Linked DNA regions of Gossypium hirsutum: region 2 is linked to region 1. Evidence: chromatin contacts called from public Hi-C data. All regions are on one chromosome and are shown on one strand. Each heading gives the region's core, a stretch centred on a gene start, on an enhancer-like site or on the middle of the called end of the contact. The rest is flanking DNA. Distances are from core to core; before and after follow the strand shown.

Evidence for each region. Hi-C and Micro-C count contacts between places; a contact is called where the count stands out from the background.
Region 2: a Hi-C map of leaf shows a contact between it and region 1, with 2.1 times the contacts expected there. The contact joins the promoter of LOC107957230 here to the promoter of LOC107959924 in region 1. A contact is called at or near these places in 2 of 34 Hi-C or Micro-C datasets (both in leaf).

Annotation. Positions count from the first base shown.
Region 1 is chrA05:52,730,264-52,733,349 of Gossypium_hirsutum_v2.1, forward strand. It overlaps LOC107959924, which reads right to left and starts at 1,254. Exons shown (of 2, transcript XM_016896097.2): 1 at 752-1,254; 2 at 1-55. The coding sequence starts at 829.
Region 2 is chrA05:53,156,576-53,159,325 of Gossypium_hirsutum_v2.1, forward strand. It overlaps LOC107957230 (lipase), which reads right to left and starts at 1,290. Exons shown (of 9, transcript XM_041112478.1): 1 at 1,186-1,290; 2 at 679-835; 3 at 475-569; 4 at 264-367; 5 at 1-75. The coding sequence starts at 1,211.

The DNA.
Region 1 (3,086 bases), core at 4-2,503:
AATCAATGCCACGCAGTATGCAGCGGATTCTCGACATGCTCAACCGGCTCAAATCCTATAACATCGAGAAGATATGATATTAATACTAATCAAATTTATTTGAGTATAAAAAGCAAAGGGGGATACGTTTTATAATTTGATTCTCTATTATCCCGATCCCCAACATAAAATTCTTGACTTCGCCCCTGCCGATAAACATCATGATTTGCAAGGGGAAGTTCAGAAAAGCAATGGAATACATGCAACTCATATTCGAAGTAATGCCCTATAAGATTCTATGAAAAGTAATAGCTTTCCAGACGTTCCTCCATGATTAAAAGTTACGAACCTAGATTCTTCATCTTTTCTAAAATACTCGTATTGACATTCATGCCGAATACATATACAGCTATTGACGGCACTCACCTCGAATCCGGATAAAATAGGTTAAAAGCAAACCAATTTTTTGATGTAAATACGGTTCACAAATTACTTATTCTTTAGCTTTTTAAAGATTTTCGGTTACTTAAACACAATTTCAGATCGATGATAAATCAACCATCAAACTCTCAAACCCTAAATTAAAAGGAAAGATTAAAAAAACATAATCCAAATCCCCAAAAAAGTTGAAATTAACAGCTAACAATTAGCAGCTAAATTGATTAATAATAATAATAATAATCTCAAAGGCATCAATTTCCCTAAAATTCCTACGAAAAGATTAACAGAAAAATCAAAAGGTAAAGGAAAAGAGATCAAAATATTGAAGTACCTGACCACAAACATCTCCATAGATATCATCAGATTTTTTAGGACAATGCCCTCCTCCTTCATTCATCATCCACCACATTTTTTCTAGAAATTTATAACTCCTTTTAGTAATAATTTTTTTAAAAAAAATATAATTGTAAGTCAGTGCTGAAGAACCCAGAAAGATCAACTTCCAGAAAATCTCGTTCGATCTTTAGCAACCTTGTTCCACTTACAACGGCTACCTATTAACTATAATCTCCCTTTTCACAAGGGAAAAAACACACACAGAAAAAGCCCCAAAATTTAGACAGTGAGAGACTCTTCTTATCAACTAATGAAAATCGATAAATGCAAAACATTAAAAAGAAACTGATGGGAAAAATAAGGTAGAAGGAGAAAATAAATTGAATCTTAAAAATAAATTTATAAGGAATAAAGAGCTGGTGCCTCTCTGTTAATCGGTGGCAATTTTAAATACTAAACCTAAAGAAAGAGCAAAAACAAATGGTTTAATTCTGCTCTAAGTCCCTGTACTCTATGCGTGTGTGAAATTTTTAGTATAGTTTTAATTCTAAAAATTTAGCCTCTTTATTTTTTTTTATTCGATAATTTTACTCCAATTGATAACACCATCAAAACACTTTCATTAGGTTTAGTTTAGTATTATTTTTCAAAAATGGCTTTGGATCAAAAAATATTTTTGAATAAAAGTTAAAATTTTTTGCTCCTAGTTTTAAGCAAAAAATCACTTTCCTAAGGCATTTTTTTTGTCTTAAAAGCACTTTTGTAAAGCTCAAAAAGTAACTTGTTTAGTAATTTTTTATCTCAAAAATATTTTTTTCCCCAAAAGTACTTATTAGAAACAATGTTAAGTTGACCCTAAATTAGTATCAGTTTAACATTGCTTTTAAGAAACATTTTTAAGATAAAATATTGCCAAACAATATGCTTTTGAACTTTTCAAAAGTATTTTTGAGACAAAAATGTTTTGCAAAAGTATTTTTTAGTCAAAAGTAGAAGCAAATAATTTTAACTTTTACTCAAAAATATTTTTTGGCCCAAAATCATTTTTGAAAAGTAATGCTAAATGACTAGTTTAGTATTGCTATTGAGAAGTATTTTTAAAGAATGTTTTGGGAAAGTGATTTTGAGAAATATTTGTGAAAAGTTTGGTTTAAGATTTAAATGTTTAGTATTGCTTTCAAAAAGTACTTTTGATAAATAAAATGTTCATTTAAGACATGGTGTTAAAAATTAAAAAATAAGCATTTAAATAATATTTAAATTAATTAATATTATGATATTTTAATAAGAATATAGAAAATAATTTATTATAATTTATTATATTTTAATATATAAAAAATAAATTTTAAATATTTTTTAAGCAATTAGCTAGAGAATAGGAAGTGCCATATGTTGGGGGTGAAATGATAATTAAGTTGCCAAAAATATTTTTGAAAGAGAAGAAGCTAAATAATTTGAACTACTTCATTCAAAAAAATGCTTTTAAAAAACCAAAAATTTCCATCAAAATTTGTTTGTTTAGAATTCTTTTGCTTCAAAAAAATGTTTTTCATGTCCAAATTACTTCTAAAAACCACTACAGATTATATAACAATTTTAAAATAAAATATTGCTCACATAAATCAATTTGAAATTACATAAAATTCATATGAGAAAAAAAGGTATGGAGTTTTATTTTGCTTTTATAAAACATTATATAAAAACCTTAAACTCTAGATTCATAATTGAAAATCCTACAACCCCATATTCAACATTTTCTTCTTCTTCTTTTTTGGCTTATTTGGTCTTGAGCACATGTAATGTGGGTCATGTGAGCACATTTCTTTTATTTTAAAATTACTACATGTATTCAGAGAGAGCAATAAAATCATCGATGGACTGGTAATAATGGTATTTTCAAGACTTTTAAATAGGTATAGCTATATGCAATCCCCGAATAAAATTTTTCAAAAATTACATGATGATTGTTCTAGAATGATTTAGCCTCTTTTAGTCTAGATATGATTTTATTCTTCTTCATGTCCCAAAAAAAATGTTACATAATCTGCATTAACAAAAATGCTTTGACGAAATTATAAATTAAACATCAATTATTAAATCAAATAGAAGAAAGACTAAATTCTTAAGATTAAAAGTAAAGGAATTAAATTTTAAACGTGTAAAACGTGCAGGGACTGAAAAGAAAATTAGATAAAAAAATAAATAACTTTACTCTCATTTTCTCTGGGTTTACTATTTCACCCTTGGGGATTTTCCTTCATGGCTAAGTCAAAGTCAATACGTAGACGATGTAAACCATATTATATACTCATAAAATTGTTATTAGATTT
Region 2 (2,750 bases), core at 40-2,539, 430 kb after region 1:
CACGCACAACCTGAGCACCAGCTGAATGGCCAACAAAGTGAATAGGGTGATCTTCATCCCATTGTGGGTAATGCCCTGTCATCCCAACATCACAGTACAATAATCAAACCAGTCTTACATGAACGTGGATCGATCCAGTGCAAAGAACGAATATCGAAACGTCATTTCTAGTAACAATGTTTTGTCAAAATGAAAACACACAAACAGAAAAAATAGATTAATAATAATAATCAATAAAAAAAAGGTGGGACATTTCAGCTTGCCTTGTTCATAAATTCGACCAAACCGAGAGTGGCCACAAGTCTTGCTATGTTGTTCACCATAATCAACTCTCCCACCTTTCAAATAATAGAACAATTCACGAGCCCTGAAAACCAAAACCCCATGACACTCTCAAAATTCCCATACCAACATACAAAATCAAACCTAAATGGACCTAAATTCAACCATTTAATCCGTAAACAATCAGCTCACCTATCATATATGCTGGTGAGAGACCCCAAATCAGGCACAAGAACCCTCTCATCTTTCTTTTCAGCCCCTCCAAAATATGAAAAGCTTCCGAATTTCTGCAAACAGAACCCACACCACATCATAAATTCTGCTTCAACTAAAAAAAAAAGAAAAAACCATGTTAATGAACACCAAAAAGAAAAAAGAAAAGGAAGACAAACATACTCCTTTGCCAAATCCAAAAATGCCATGAACCAAAACAATAGGAGGCAGATCATCAACAGTAGACTTATTGGGATCTTGCTTTTTCACCTCTAAACTTACATTAGACTTGAAAACACATTCACTCAAAGCCTGTGAAAGGTCCGCAGCAACAGCAGTGCTGTACACATAAAACCCATATAAAAGATGAACCACCGAGCTAATAAACAGCTCAGCTAATTGAAAAGAAGAAATACACCATCTTATCATCTTCTACCAAAAATAAAATAAAAAAACCCAAAAGATTAAAATCCCAGACGATTCGCCTCCAATTTCTTGTTCTACAAAGAAACAATGGAGGCTTTCCTCTGGGTAAGATATGACCCTTATATGCTGCTACCGTTGAAAAGGGGGGCAGATGAAAGAGGTTACCAATTTTTTTTTCTGTTGTATGATTTTGGGTTTTTGGTTTTGATTATAGATTGCTTCTGGGTTTCAAAGTTTGAAAATGGTTTTACCACAAATTGTTACCTATATTTTTCCACAATTCCAAACATACAGAAGAGATACCAATAAGAAGACTCAGTGTTGATGGAGCCCACAACCAGTCTTCGCCCCTCTCAGATTTCCACACATATCTCGTTTTCCAGGTGGAATGGCCCCCTAATTATTATACAAAACCCACCCCAAAAATGAATATCACCATTATTTTTATATTTTTTAAAGCATTTTAAAATGGCACAATAATATTTTTGTGCTTCTAATTTTATAAAAAATTTATTTTAGCATTCTATTTATTTTTACTCTTTTTTTGAGTCCTTAAATTTGTACTTTTTTATCAAATCATCTCAAAATATAAAAAAATTAACTTTTGTTATGTTTGTTGATTTATGTGAATTATTGGTAAATCATCATTTAATTAATTTTTTAAAATTTTAAAATATTTAAAAAATATTTTTTTAAATATTTATACTTTGTTAATAATTTTAATGATTTTTAATTTTTTAAAATAATGTTTATATTTTTTAATTTTTAAAATTTTTAAAAATTAATTAAATGCTTATATATTACAATCTACTTCTATACTACATTAACAAAATTAAAAACATTAATTTTTTTATTTATTTTAAGATAATTTGATAAATATATATAATCTAAAAGAACAAATAAAGGAATAAAATAACTAAAATGTGAAATAAATCATTATTTCTTTATATTCAATGCACTGATTTAAAGGGTCCATAGATTCGCTCATTAAAGAAAAGTCTACATGGTTTTGATGGGCGGTGGTAAATCAAAATTATGAATGATTTCATACCATTTTACTGAAAAAAAAATTCTTTATCTCAATGAAATTCATTAATAATATAATAAATTTTAGAATTAAGATATTGTTTATATCTATTTTATAATTTATCAAAATTATTTCTTTTGAGATAAGTAAGTGTTTTTATTAATAATATTTTTTTTCAAGGTTTAAACTTATATTCTCTCATTAAAGATGTAATAGGTTTTACTATTATATCCGATACTTATTATATCAATTTATAATTGTTAGTGATTTAGAGATTACAATAAAATAAGATGAGATGGTTGTTTTCAACTAATTTGACCTTTGACTCGATATTATACACGTATAGTTAAATTGTCTCTCTTCGAATTTTATTTAATATTGTAACTTTAATTTTGATTTTTTTATCCTAATTCATTTTTGAAATTTTATATTATATTAGCTTTTACAAAACTAAGAAATTATGACAAAATATATGAAATAAAATAAATAAAAACATTTTTAAAATTTAAATATATGTTATGAATTACTTTAAAGTTATGAATTTATGATTAAAAGTATATAAAAATATTTATAAAATTAAATAAATAAACATTTTGAAATTTTTAAAAAGGATTTTCAAAATTTCTCAAAATATTTTTTATTTAAATAAAATTCTCTCACTATAAAATTTAAGAAAACATAAACCACTAAATATCATCTTATTAACTTTAATGTATATATATATATTTATTTAGTACATTATAAGTGGAATTTTTATATTTCTTGTATTAAGGATTTGACAAGTATCCTATAACATATAAGA